2 separate regions of the Sus scrofa genome follow, and region 2 is linked to region 1. Evidence: chromatin contacts called from public HiChIP or PLAC-seq data. All regions are on one chromosome and are shown on one strand. Each heading gives the region's core, a stretch centred on a gene start, on an enhancer-like site or on the middle of the called end of the contact. The rest is flanking DNA. Distances are from core to core; before and after follow the strand shown. Region 1 overlaps STIM1 (stromal interaction molecule 1). Region 2 holds the start of STIM1 (stromal interaction molecule 1).

The links. HiChIP or PLAC-seq counts read pairs in DNA pulled down with a chosen protein or histone mark.
Region 2: a contact with region 1 is called in an H3K27ac HiChIP or PLAC-seq map of skeletal muscle. The contact joins the promoter of STIM1 here to the enhancer-like site in region 1. A contact is called at or near these places in 3 of 5 promoter capture datasets (fetal liver and liver), 17 of 47 Hi-C or Micro-C datasets (alveolar macrophages, blood, fetal liver and 8 more) and 2 of 2 datasets of contacts at active chromatin or transcription factors (alveolar macrophages and skeletal muscle).

What each region holds. Positions count from the first base shown.
Region 1 is chr9:6,222,099-6,229,166 of Sscrofa11.1, reverse strand. All of the region lies in intron 1 of STIM1 (stromal interaction molecule 1), which reads left to right. Among named protein-coding and RNA genes, the nearest start is that of STIM1, 44 kb to the left of the region's middle. Within about 2 kb of position 3,611, at least 42 of the 83 cell types and tissues checked have an H3K27ac peak or open chromatin away from gene starts, as enhancers often do. A contact at or near this core is called in alveolar macrophages, fetal liver, liver and 4 more, where this site is marked.
Region 2 is chr9:6,265,970-6,273,037 of Sscrofa11.1, reverse strand. It overlaps STIM1 (stromal interaction molecule 1), which reads left to right and starts at 3,615. Exons shown (of 12, transcript NM_001130974.1): 1 at 3,615-3,753. The coding sequence starts at 3,615.

The sequences.
Region 1 (7,068 bases), core at 2,362-4,861:
AGCTGTGTTACTTTGGGCAAGTTACTTAATTAGCCTGTGCCTTTTATCTGAATAATGAGGGTAATAATAGCATCTATCTCACAAGGCAGTTATAAGGTTGAAGAAGTAATATTTGCAAAGTGCTTAGGCAGTGTTTGGCCCATAACTGCTCTGTGTCTATGTTAAATGAATAGATGAAGTACACTGTACATACATTTTATTGGAGTATAGTTCACTTAGAAAGGGGTGTTAGTTTCAGGTGTATAGCAAAGTAAATCAGTTGTACATTCACACACAGCCGTTCCTTTTCAGATCCTCTTCTCATGTAGGTGATTACACAGTTTCGAGACAGTTACCCTGTGCTGTGCAGCGGGTCCTGGTTACCTACCGGTTTTATGTATAGTAGTGTGTGTGTGCCAGTCCCAACCCCGTAATTTATCCTCCCTGCCCTCCCGTGTTTCCTCTTGGCAATCATGAGTTTGATTTCAAAATCCTTGAGTCTGTTTCTGTTTTGTAATTTGTTTTGTATCATTTTTCATTAGATTCCACATATTAGTGATCTCATATGATATTTGTCGTTGTCTAACTTACTTCATGTAGTGTGATAATTTCTAGGTCTATCCATGGTTCATCCTTTTTTATGGCTGAGTAATATTCTACAATACAGTACAATACAATACAATATTCTATTGTACATATGTACCATATTTTCTTTTTTTTTCTTTTTTATGGCTGTACCTGTGGCATATGGAAGTTCCCCGGCCAGGGGTCAAATGAGAGCTGCAGCTGTGGCCTGTGTCACAAACACAGCAACACCAGATCTGAGCTGCATCTGCAACCTACACTGCAATTTGCAGCATTGCTGGATCCTTAACCCACTGAGTGAGGCCAGGGATCAAACCCGAATCCTCACAGAGACAACGTGTTGGGTCCCTGACCTGCTGAGCCACAAGGGAAGCTCCTGTACCGCATCTTCTTTCTCCTCTCCTCTGTCTGTGGACATTTCGGTTGCTTCCATGTCTTGGCTATTGTAAGTAGTGCTGCAGTGAATATTGGGGTACATGTATCTTTTCGAATTATGTTTAAATGCCCAGCAGTGGGATTGCTGGATCATATGGTAGTTCTATATTTATTTAGTTTTCTGAGGAACCTCCATACTGGCCTCCACAGTGGATGCACCAGCTTACATGCCCAGCAACAGTGTAGGAGGGTTCCCTTTTCCCCACACCCAAAGTACCCACGAGGTACTTCTTAAAGCAGGCTGCCTGTTCATAAGTCATTGGTAGTCACAAGGGAATAAAAATGTCATCCTTCCAACACAGTTTTGGTGGCTTGTGGTCTGTGGAAATTTAGAGATCTGTGAAGGCAGTAAAGGAGTTTATTTGTGTGAATCCCTCATGGTCCCTTGAGGCCATGGGCTAGTGCCTAGCTGGTATAAGGTCTTAGGGATGCTTAGTACGTATTTGTTTTTGGATTAATAATTTGACTTCAGCATTTCAGTAAACCTCATGGAAATTGTGTATTTACCTACAGTTAAAGTGTCTCTGCTTTTGGTTTTAATTGTGCCAGTGCCATGTGGTAGCTCTCGTTTGCTCGTGCTGATTGGTGCTTTGGCTGGCAGTGGATGGCATCACAGGACAGAAACCTGTCCAGCGAGTGAATGACCTTGGACACGAGCACGGAGCCCAAATAAGCAGCCGGTTGAGTCTGCTTGTTTACTTTCACTTTCTCGCTCATTTAGCATCAAAGCCGCCTTGGAGAGGTGTCTCATTGCTCAGTATTGTTAGGAAGTTCTAAAGCTTGTATATGCTTGGTTAAAATCTGGATCAGCGTTTTGAAAAGAAAACCTGGTGATAATAAACACAGCTGAGAATGTCGAGTTATTTCTCAATAAATGACCTTTATTTATAGGCAGAATCATCCAGAACATGAGGAACTGTGAAAAGAAGATAAAGTGTTGATGAAAAGGGAGAGGTCCTGTTATTTCTGAGTCAGGATTAGGCGGTCACACTCTGTCATTAACAGAGTTTTCCCGGTAATGGGCGGCCTTCATCACAAGGAGCTTTTTTTTTTTTTTTTTTTTTTTTTTTTTGGTCACTTGGGACTTATAGTTAAGAGACCTAGATCCCAGGCTGAGGATGAATTTGCCATAATCTCTAGGGCACTTTCCCAGCAGCTGTCCCCCTCGCATCCCCCTCCCCAAGCTGGTGGGGCACACAGCGGTTGCCCACCGAGAGAACCTTACGTCCTGCTGCCTCTCATGTCTTCATAGAATTTTCCGTGTATTTGCTGAGGATTGGAAGAGACTGGCTTAAAGACTCTGGTGGGCTGAGGGTGGAGCGACTGCCGTCAAGAATAAAGGGCACGTTGTCTCCATCACGGTCCCGATAATAACGGTCCTGTGTACTTTTAGAATATAAGGGATTTCAACCCCGTTTTTTCTCTGATCCTCGTCGCTATCCTGAGAGGTAGTCCTGTCTGCGCAAGAGTGAGCTGGAGCTCAGAGGGCAACTTTTTTAAGGTGTCACACTGCTATTAAGGCAGTCAAGATGTGAAGCCAGGTTCTTTTAACATCAGGTGTCTGTATTCCTTGTCATTCAGGAGTGGTTTTCAGACTGTTTCGAGGTGTCCCAGGGTTGATCTGTTCATTCAGATACTTCCCATCCGCTTTTTGCCTAATGATTTTAGGAGCCACTGATGTTTACCACCTAGATCCATTGTTAGAGATTAGACCTAATTAGACACCAAGACTCCTCTTTAGGTTTCACTTGAGCTGCCTTTGGAGAAGAGGGTTACATTGTTTAAAATGTAAAAGTTCGGGAGCTGTTGGACCGTAGCTATTCTCTAAGCGCAGCAGTTACAGCAGGAACCGGGAACTGGGAAGCGGGAACTTGTGACTGTAACTAACTTGTAAGACTTTTTAAACTTCGTTACTTCCTCCTGGGTATTGTTTAAGGACTGTAGTCCTTCCCCACCCAGCAGTTCAACCCTTACAACAAAAAGGGCCCGTGTGTTTGACCTGTTGAGGAGCGAGGTGGATGGAGTGACAGTTTAACTCTAGGCGCAGGCGTGGGGGCGGTCGCCCCGAGGGCCGGGTGAGAGTTCTGCTTCCGTGAGCAAAGGAAGTGGTGAAGTCCCTGGGGCCTGTGCAGCCCGAAGAGCCTGAAAACGGCCTTGGGAGCCTCTATGACTGAAAACGGCCTTGGGAGCCTCTACGACTGAACGCTTCCAGCTGCGAATGGGAAGACCCGTTTCTTCGCCTTTGCCCTGTTCTCCAGCATCCGGAGACACCCTCGTCTGCACAGAGGGCCTGGCTGCACTGGCTTCAGTTGTGACACATGGGACGTGGTCCAGACCCAGGGTCCTGGTAGCCGTGTTTATTAGGGCTGCTCTTAGGAATCCTAAACTCATAACCCCAGGACAGGCCGAGGGCTCTTTGCTAGGCCTTTAAGGAAGGCCAAGGGCAGGAACCTCTTAGCAGAAGCTTTGGCTGGTCCTTAGCTGGCAATACCTGGTCACTCTGGCCAGGAGAAGCGCGTCCGCGGAGGACTTGGTGTTCTCTAGCCTTTGCAGAGGTCACAGGCAGACAGGCAGGGGGTGAGGCCTTAATTAGCTGGGGACTGCTGGAGCAAAGCCACTTGGCAGCGTCTTCCCTCGGCTCCTCGGTGCAGCTGGCTGCTTCCCCTGGTGACAGTGCAGATACGCCCTCCTTTTATGGTTTTAGGTCTCTGAGAGCTCACGCCTCTGTGGGCTTCGGGACCCTCGTATGCAGTGGGGCTGGTTAAACGCTGGGCGGCTGGAGTGACCGAAAGCCCTCCTGTCTGTGAGTGCTTTTTAACCCTGAGGCACATTTTATTTCATCTGTTCCGAACCAGCAGTTCTGTGCACTGCGGATGAGGAAAGTGAAGCTCAGAAAGAAGTAACTAAGACGATAGCTAATTAGAGTCTATATTCCCAGACTAGGGCTCTTTCTCCAACACATGGAGGCCAGCGGGAAGGAGGATGATGGTAAATGGAACGGAGTGACTTTTATGTGCAAAAGGCACTAAGGGGCTTAACTTCGTTTTCTCTGAAAGTTTTTCGGAAAGAAAATTTTACCAGTCTGAGTCTGAGAGCGGTCAAGTGATAGCTAAGACCACATAGCTCGGAAGTAGCTGTGCCTGAATTCCCATCTAAGTCTGTTTGACCTTGAAGTCTGTTTCTTTCCTTCCATCATTACTATATTCTTTGACAGTTGTTTCTTTCTTTCTTTATTTTTGGTCATTTTGTCTTTTTAGGGCTGCACCTGCAGCATGTGGAGAGTCCCAGGGCAACGCCGGATCCTTAACCCACTGAGCGGGGCCAGGGATTGAACCCGAGTCCTTATGGATGCTAGTGGGGTTCGCTAACCGCCGAGCCATGACGGGAACTCTGGCAGTTGTTTATTCTTAAAAAAATCATTATTGAGCTGCAGATGCAGTGCTAGGTACCAGGGATGTAAGGAAGCTTAAGATTTAGTAACCTCTGTTTTCCCGAAACCCATAGTTTGGTGATGTTCGCAGCTATGATAGAGGGAGTGGGGACAGAGGGTAGGGGGATGGGGCGGTAGGAGCTGGGCGCCCTGATTTTTGGTGGTAGGGCGAGTTGTCGGGGGAGGCTTCCTGGAGAAGTGGTTTGTTACCTTGGCTAGTCTAGCGATGAAGGACCTGAGCCCTGGGTCCCATCACATGCTGGTCATACTTGGGTAAGTCAGTAGCCTTGCTGAGCCTACTTCCTTGTGTCGGGCAGAGATAATCGTATTCTCCACCCCACAGGGCTGCTGTGAAGGTTAAGATGAGATAATTCCTGTTGAACATTTAGCTCCTTGCCTGACTGATAATAAACTCGCATTAATTGTCAGCCATGATAATTGTCATTGTCTAACTCGTGTTTCTTCCATATTCAGCTTGTATGGACAAATGAAGCCAGGCGCTTTCAGGGTCTCTTATCATCAGGGAAGTTTCAAAGTTTTCCTTTCAGGCCTAAGGTTCTGTCAAAGTAAAAACTGCCAGGTTGTTTCCAGGAAGGCAGCCGTCGAGTAACTTGGTCTCTGGAGCACCCCGACCCGGTGGGCTCCCTGAAGCCCCTCTGGCTGGCCCTTGGAAACGCTGAGGCTGATAAACACCCCTCTCTTCTCTGTACATCTTCGTTGGATAGGCTGGGAGGTGTCCTCCTGTAGAAACCGGTCCCCCTTTCTGGAGCAGGTCCTGCAGGTCTTCTTCTTCTTCTTTTTTAATCTTTTTAGGGCCGCACCTGCAGCATGTGGAGGTTCCCAGGCTAGGGGTCAAATTGGAGCCATAGCCGCTGGCCTATGCCACAGCCACAGCAACGCAGGACCCGAGACGTGTCTTTGATCTACACCACAGCTCACGGCAATGCCGGATCCTTAACCCACTGAGCGAGGCCAGGGATTGAACCTGTGTCCTCATGGATGCTAGTCAGATTCGTTTCCGCTGCGCCACCACAGGGATGCCGAGCAGGTCTTCTTCATCACTAGACTAAGGGAGGCACCAACTTCTCTGAGAAGCCTTCCCTAACAGTTTCCCCTTCCGAAATGACTGGGGGGGCCCCCTGAGCTCCCGAGGCTCCCCCACCCCCTCTCTGTTCCTGCTTCCCCATTCCCTCTGTCAGGTAGTGAGTATCACCAAATACTGCGTCCGTGGAGGCAGAGATGACTAAATCTCATGCTTCCTTGTATTGCTTGGGCCGCACATGCACCTGCAGCTCCACAGAGGCGTTGTGAGTGAGCAGCTGTCGAGGGACGAGGTGTAATAATGGATGGAGACTCACAGGCTTCAAGTCAGGCAGACTCAGATCCGAATCCAGGCTGACCTGCCCGCAAGTTTACTCTGATGGAGAAAACAGTGTCATTTCCGTAGTTCACGTAGCCCTGCATTCTCTCCTACTTCAGGGTCCTGTCTATTTTGGGGTAGCAGTAACTTTATGTATTTTATAGTGTACTCTCTTTTTTTTTTTGGTCTTTTTAGGTCCCCCCCACCCGTGGCACATGGAGGTTCCCAGGCTAGGGGTCTAATCGGAGCTGCAGCTGCCAGCCTGCACCACAGCCATGCAATGCCGAATCCAAGCCATGTCTGCGACCTACACTGCAGCTCACGGCAACACCAGATCCTTAACCCACTGAGCAAGGCCAGGGATGGAACCCGCGTCCTCATGGATGCTAGTTGGGTTTGTTTTTGCTGAGCCTCAACGGGAACGCAAGTGCACTCTTTTAAAATAAGTGTTCTGGAATTCCTGCTTTGGGTGCAGTGGGTTAATGACCTGGCTTGTCTCTGTGGAGGTGCTGGTTTGATCCCTGGCCCTGTGCAGTTGTGCTACAGCTGTGGTGTAGGTTGCAGCTCTGGCTTGGATTTGATCTCTGGCCTGGGAGCTTCCATATGCCATGGGTGTGTCTGAAAAAGCAAAGCAAAGCAAAGTGTTCTTTAGAACATTCATTTGAAAAGACAATAGGTATTAGTCTGTAAGAGGCCTTTGAGATCAAGTTTGGAAAAGCTGGGACCATCTAATAGGGTAAGGAAAGGTATGCAGGATTTTCTGCATTTAAAAAAAATGGAAGTATAGTTGATTCTACATTTTTTGATCATGGAAACCTGCCCCCCCCAAACAAAACCCCGTCCATTGATATGTCATAAAACACCAGTGTTCCGTGGGACACAGTTTGGTAAAAGGAGCACAAAGGGGGTCTCTGGTTTTCTGTTAGTTGGGCTTGAGGAGGTAGGCGGCAGACTCTCCGCTGGCGGCAGAGCCCCTTCAGTGCTCCCCTTCTTTCCACAGACGGGGGGTTGTCGTAGAAGCCGACGGTCTCGGTTCATCCACCGACCGGTCTCTGGTGGTGCTCCCGACTCATCATCCACCAGTCTCTGGTGGTGGTCCCGACTCAGTGGTGGATGTAGCCGGTGGAACCTCTGTAGTCGGCTTCGTCGGCTGCTTCTGGAATGGGGCGGGATGCGTGTGCAAATGCTCTGCTTTGAGAGGAGAGCGTTTAGTCAATCAGAGAACTGTCTGCTGCCTCTCTTGTTAATTGCAGCTGGCCCAGAAGTGGGTCGGGCAGGA
Region 2 (7,068 bases), core at 2,366-4,865, 44 kb before region 1:
CGAGCCGCTCTGCACCTACTCCACAGCTCACGCCCCGTGTTAATGGCAAGGAGACCGAATCATGTTCCTGTCGGATTTCCACTGACCACGACGGGAACTCCAGTTTTCTTCCTTTTTAAGGCTGAATAATATTTTACTGTATGTATATGTGCCACATTTCGTTTATCCAGGCATCCATCCATCCACGGACACTTGGGTTGCTTCCACCTTTTGCAGTTGTGAATGGTGCTATGTCCATGGGTCTACAAATATCTCTTTGAGAACCTGCTTTCAATTTTAGGGAGCAGGTGCCCAGAAGTGAAATTGCTACAGCATATGGTAATTCTATTTTTAGTTCCCAGACACCATTTTAGCCTCACAGGAAATGCAACAGGCTCTGAGAGATTCAAGGCCTTGGTGTGAATTGGTAACATACCCTTGCTTCCTGCCTCCAAGACCCAGGCTCTTTTGGACCAAATGCGTTTTGCACCCATACCCCCAAAGAAATAGCATGGGGGCGAAGAAGAGAAATGATGCACTCGAGCTGAAAGGAGGTTGTTTTAAGCATGCTTTCCTTTCCTTTTGTCTTGTGTGTTCTCTCAGACAAATGAGTGCACCAGCAGGTGGACTGGCTTAGGCAGAAAGGATAAACTAGTAGTCTGAGTGATCAATGTAGGCTGCAAATGTGTTTTATGTGGCCTATATAGGGTTTTATACCTTTAAAGGGCTATGTCTTTTTTTTTTTATATTTAATTTTTTGTCTTTTTAGGGCTGCACCTGCGGCATATGGAGGTTCCCAGGCTAGGGGTCTAATCAGAGCTGTAGCCGCCGGCCTATACCACAGCCACAGCAACGCAGGATCCGAGCCATGTCTGTGACCTACACCACGGCTCATGGCAATGCCAGATCCTTAACCCACTGAGCAAGGCCAGGGTCAAACCTGCATCCTCACGGATGGTAGTCAGGTTTGTTACGCCTGAGCCATGATGGGAACTCCCAAAGGGCTATATCATTTAAAAGTTCAGATTTTCATCTTCTCCTAAAAGTGATCCAACAATACTGAGTCCACCTTCCTGCCTACTCACCAGTGTGCCACTGTCCCCACCACTCCCTCTTACTTCCACCTACTTCTCTCGGTAATATTGGCTATTTCCCCATTTTGCTGTTTGAGCTTAAGACTCCTGGCTCAGAGTGTAGGTCTAGGAGAACCTAGATCAGGGGCTTATCTTCTGTTAGGGCCAGCTTCTCAGCACACCACTGTTACTTGAGAAAAGAGTCATCAGAGGAATTAACTTCTGCCAACCAGCTTTTACTGAACCCTGACTATGTATAGGGCCCATGACTGGATGGTTGTTTCCTAGACATGAGTAAGGCACAGCCTCTGATCTCTGAAAAGCCACAATCTGATGGAGAAGGCAGACGTGTGTACGGTCTGATTCTGGACCAAAGGTGTGTGTGTGTGGGGGGGGGGTCAGAGCAGCAGTTTCTGAGATGATCTGGAAGTGTATCTGAAAGGAGAGGCCAGCTATATGAAGAGGTGGTGGCACCGGGGCAGAGGAGAGTATTTCATGCAGACACAATGCCCTAGTGGGGGGGGGGGGGGCAGCTGAGGTTCCGTGCGTTTGAGGAACTTAAAGAGGGCCAGGGTGACTGGAGTTTAATGAGTGGGGTGAGTGGTAGTAGGTGACGTCAGATGTGTATTTTTATATCAACAGCCTAACCCTTAAGCCGGGCAGCTGTTGGGCAAATCCATGTTGCCGGTCTCCAGAAGCCTTGCTCAGGACAGGTAGCTGGCTTAGCAGTGTCAGAGGAGGGACCAGGCCTAATCCCTTCGCCTGCCTCTGATGCCAAGGACAGGGTAGGGCACGGAGCAGGTTTCAGTAAAGATCTGCTGACAGCATACTTGAGACGAGAACAGGAAGTGCAGGCTCTGTTGAAGGCGGCCCAGGGCGGCTCCCTCTTTATGGGGGCAGGTCGCTAACGCCCCTAAGCCACAGAGGGCTGGGAGAGTAAGATGCAGGGAGCAACGAGCCACAGGCCCTACCCGCGAAAATCTCGGAGGGGAGGGGACCTGAGGAGGGGACCAGGTGGGAAAACGCGCTGTGAGAGTTGAGGGAGGGCATCCGTTTTAGCTTAAATGAGTGTGTGGCGGGCGGTCAGGAAGGCAGATGGGGGCCCTTGAGCTGAGACTTAGGGGAGGGGTAGGGCAGTTTTACCTACAGTGGCTTGGACGCTTCATTTTGTTTTCTGGCATCATTTCCTCTTAAAACACCAACAGGCCCTAATGGGCCTCCGGCGGGGCGGGTCCTCGCTCCTCTCCCCAACGCTCCGCAAAGGGGCAGGGCCACCCAAGGAGCCCGGGTCCCGACTGCAGCACCCAGATCTGCCCGCCAGGGGCCGCTGCGCACGGGGTGACGAAGCGCGCGGGTTCCTAAGCTGCAGAGAGGAGGAAGCCGATTGGCTGCGAGGCGCGGCGGGAGGGCGGAGCTTCGGTTGCCTGTCCGGAGTGGGGGGCTGGGAGCGCGCCCCCGGCCGCAGCAGGCCCGGCGGTTGTCGCCGCCGCAGCCCCGGGCGGCAGTAGTGGTGCTGAGGGCTTCTGTCCAGCCTGGCTCTAGAGCTGAGGCGAGTGGAGCCAGAGATCCGGGCCGGGCTGCTACTGTCATCCTCGCAGCTGTCGCCGCGGGCCTGGGTTACCTGAGCGACTGCGTGCCGGGGGCCCGCCGGTCCCTCCGCCGGCGGTTGGCGCGGGGGAGACGCTCGCGGGGGACGGGGAGGCCGGGACCCGAGCCTTGGCGGGGGAGAGCGGTCCTGGCCGAGACCCGCGCGGGCCAGCGGCCGGGAGCGCCCGCGGGGGTCCGGGGGCGCCGGGCGGCTGCCTTGCCCAGGTTATTCCGGGAGAAGCCCGGCGCTGGGGCGGGCCCGGGCTTCGCTGGGGGCCGGGCGGCGCGGGGCGGGCCTGCCGGAGAGCACGCCCCCGCCCGCCCCGGGCCCGCCCCGCGCCGCCCGCCCGCCCGCTCCCGAGCCTCTGTCCCGGGCCTGGCCCGTGCGCGTCCGCCTGCTGAACCTGGGCACTGCCGGGCGCCTGGGCACGGGACTGGGCGGGGGCGCTGACCTCGGCCTAGGAGGCCTGGGATCCCCGAGCCACCCGCGGGGGCCTGGGAGTCGCACGCCCTCCTCGAACCTGTGCTGCTCGCTGCTGCTCGGCGGGGCGCGGCCAGGTGCCCCCCTCTCTCCCTCTCTTGTCTCCCTCCCCCACCCCGGTGCCCGCAGGTCGTCCTGTCCGCCCGCCCCGTCTCGCAGGGGTGTAGCCCGCTGCGGAGCTGACAGCCGCTCCGCGGCCACCCAGCCCAAACTCTCCGGAAGCGGCCCGAGCCGACAGGGCGCTCAGGCCGTCGCAGCTCCGGCGGACCCACTATTGGACCAGAGGCGCCGGCCCTCCTCCTGCGCCCAAACTTGGAGCACTTGACCTTTGGCTGCCAGAGGAGGCCAACTCGCGGGTGGCTGGACAGCTGCGGCACCTTGAGGGCATCTTGCCTGGGGTTCCAGGACCGTCGGCTGCACTCCGGGGCTCCCGGCTTTGCCTCTGGGATCCCGAGGTGGCCAGAGCCGGCGCATGGTGACTGAGACCGGGAGTCATGGATGTGTGCGCCCGTCTCGCCCTGTGGCTCCTCTGGGGGCTCCTCCTGCATCACGGCCAGAGCCTCAGCCAAAGCCACGGCGAGAAGGCGACCGGAACTGGCTCAGGGGCCGGTTCTGAGGAGTCCACTGCAGCAGGTAAGGCCTTGCCACGGGCAAGAACTGAGTTGCCCAAGTGGGGAAGTTGAACCCTGGGTCTCTGCATGTGCAGTGGATGGAGGCCCCACACATGGCACTGGCTGTTCTTAGTAGTCCAAGGAGTTCTTTCTGTTCAGGAGCCGTGACTACTGTCTCTCTGTCTCTCCGACAACTTCACTCATCCCTCCTCAGGGTGTCCTTTGTTGGCAGTGAAAGGAGGTCTGCCTTTGGGGTAGCTTGGCCTTGCAGGTCAGCAGGCCAAGACCCCTTCTCAGGACGACTTGACTGCGAGGGTGGCCTGCGCGGATGATAAGGCTGTTGCTCTTGGCCAGTTTCAGCACTTGGCAGCACAGGGAGGTTGAGGCTGCTTGGGTTGGTCAGGGAGAGCCAGGACCGGGCCAGCTCTGTTACTCCATAACGTAGTGTTGAGGTGTGCCGGGCTATTCCAGTAAGTGTGGGAAGCCAAGTCCCTCCCTTCCCCTAGGTGATCCGCTGTCTCCTAGCTGTGCCCCTTTGAAATAGCAAAGCAGCTCGTTCCTTAGATGGTTTCTGACTTACCGCCGTGGAGTTCAATGGCCTTTTCCTGAAACGGGCGTGATAAAATTCCTGGGACCACTTGTTGGCTTATTCTCTCTCTTCTGACTGATGAGGGTAGGAATTCTACGGTATTTTCGATCTGTCCTGGTTTTCCCTGTGCACCCAGGGAGCCTTGTCAAACAGCAGGAGCCCTGGAGTGCTGTGGCAGGAGAGCAGAGCACGTTTAAAATCCAGTTGTCGTATATGTGTGTGTGTGACTGGGTCACTTTGCTGTTCAGTAGAAAGTTGACAGAACACTGTAAACCAGCTATCATGGAAAAAATAAAAACCATTTGAAAAAAAAAATAAAACTGACTTGTTGTACATAAGGCTGAGAAGGAATTCAGTTTCGTATTCCCATGTCTCTCACCCTGTCACTGGGATTTGCCAGAAGCAGTGAACTCAGAGTGAGGAGAGTTTATAGCTGGGTTCTTTCTGTGGGTGGGCGAGCTGGAGTCAGTATCTGTTGATGACAGGGAGGAAAAGGAAGTGGAGGTCGTGGTGGCTAGGAAGTTTCGTGGACGGATGCAGAGGCTGGCTTTGGCCATAGACCCTTTCTTAGGAACCCCCCTTTTAAATTCCTTGACTGGGCTGGATATGATTGCAGGTACCCCAGGTGCTGGCTTCCAAGTGAGCCCAGCATTGCCCAATGTACCAGCATGGTACCTCGGCTGTTGCTTTGAAGATGGGCCCTTCTTGCCTGTGAATCCTGTTTCTCCAAACAGTGTCTCCTTGGCCCCTGACACCCAGCTCAATGCTTGGAAGGGGAGGACTGGTAGGCAGATGTAGGTCAAACTTTGAAAAAGACTAAAGGAGCATCTCTGCTGTTCCAGTGACATCCTTGTTTGTAATTGATAATATGTCCCTTTTTCACCCTGTAATATGAGCGCCTGACATAAAATGTGCATATATATACATATATTTTTTTTGGGGGGGGGAATGTGTTCTATATTTTAGACACACGCTGAAAAGGAAGACGTTTTGAAGTTAGATGTTGGCTAGCTATCAGGAAGATTTGTTCGTGTGTGTTCGTGTGCCTTCCGTAGGTCCTTCCAACATCCCTTACAACGCTCCTGATTCGAGCTTATGGAAATAGCCCTCCATGTGTTGTAGGGGCCTGGCTGTGTGGATTATCCTACTTAGCCTTCTTTTTTTTTTTTTTTTTCTTTCTTCCTCTCAGTTCAGAAATTAGTTTGTCACCACCGTATACTGAATCCCAGGAAGTCTCAGAGACCCTGGTGCTGGAAGTGACTATGGTTTGGGGTAACCTGGAGGCCCCAGTTGCAGCTATTTGGTAGACTGTCCCCTTAGGACTGTCTGGGGCTTTGCCTGTGACTCAGATAGGAACTCATTTTTGCAAAGAGGTGGCCTAGGCTCATGAACTGGGCTCTGCTAAAGGGTTTGGTGAAGAGCTTCCTGTGCAGCCAGGAACTCTTGTAGCCTTTCCTGTCCCTCTGGAGCCTCAGAACACAGGTGTTTTACTTACCCTTAAAGCTGCCACCTTTTGGAATCAGATTCAACATATTTAGTCAATTTGTGTGTTCTCTAAAGTTTGTGTTTTACAGTCTCTCAGCTGGTTTTCCTACAAAAGTCTCAAAATTGTCCTTTTAGAATGAGGGGCAAGTGATGCCATCACCATTTTTGCTGGTGAAGAAACTGGATCCCGTGCTCATTTTTCCGATTCTTAAGTCCTAGACCTCTTCCATCTTCCATCTTCTTAGGGCCCCCCTCCTCCCCCATTAGAGGTGCACTGGGCAAGCCCAAGAGAACGTTGCTTCCTTCTGGCGAGTTAGGTAGGCCCCGGTGACTCTGCAGCAGAGATGCGAGAAAAGGGCGGGCTTTCTCTCCTCTGCAGAGTCTTCTGGGAGGGGGGGGTCCAGAGAATTTTTCTCTCTTTGGAGAGGTATATGCATTTTTTTCTCTCCTTGCATGTATATGCCTATTTTAAAGGTCTGCCCCTCCAGTGAAGGCAGATGCTCTGCGAGGAGACCCTCTCATTAGGCTGTGGAGAGGCCACTCCTGGCTCTTTGATGCCTGTACATGTAGCTGTGCTCAGTTACTTTCTCAGAAAAGATCTGTGCCTGACTGTGCTACCCTGAAGTCTGCACTTGTGAAACTGGCCTGGAATTGATGCTCGGAACTTCCCTTAGACGCTGGAATCACTGCCTGCAGAAACTCCACGTGTGTCCCGCAGAACGTGTGTGAGGGGTCGCAGGTGTGTCTGGAGTGGTGACTGCCAGAGCTGCTTGCGGGCCTCTCATCAGGAACTCTGCTTTGACTCAGCATAGCTCAAGCCGGGGCTCGGACGATAGATATGCTGGCAGTTTGCGGAGCGCGGCCGGACTTCTCATCAACCCCTCGTGGAGTGGGAGGCCGGAGTCCCGCCTGCCCACCCAGCTGGTTGCTCCTGCCTCCAGGGCTATAAATGGCCTGGCCATCTTGGTGGCTATGCTAATTTTAGCTGAGGGTGGCTCCCGGAACTGGACTGGGGCCAAGGGCAGGTGGGTGGGGCTTGGCCCAGGCTGGCATTGGGGGATGGGCAGAGGGGCCCACTAATCGTAGAGCAGCTAGGACAGCCTCTGCAGCCACACCCCAGCTTGGCCAGTCACCCTTAAGGTGGTTTCAGCATCGAATGGTGGACATCAGTTTCCTCATACGTCAAAGTAAGTGGGTTGGGAGGTCTGCTGTGGCACAGTGGGTTAAGGATCTGGCATCATCACTGCAGCGGCTCGGGCTGGT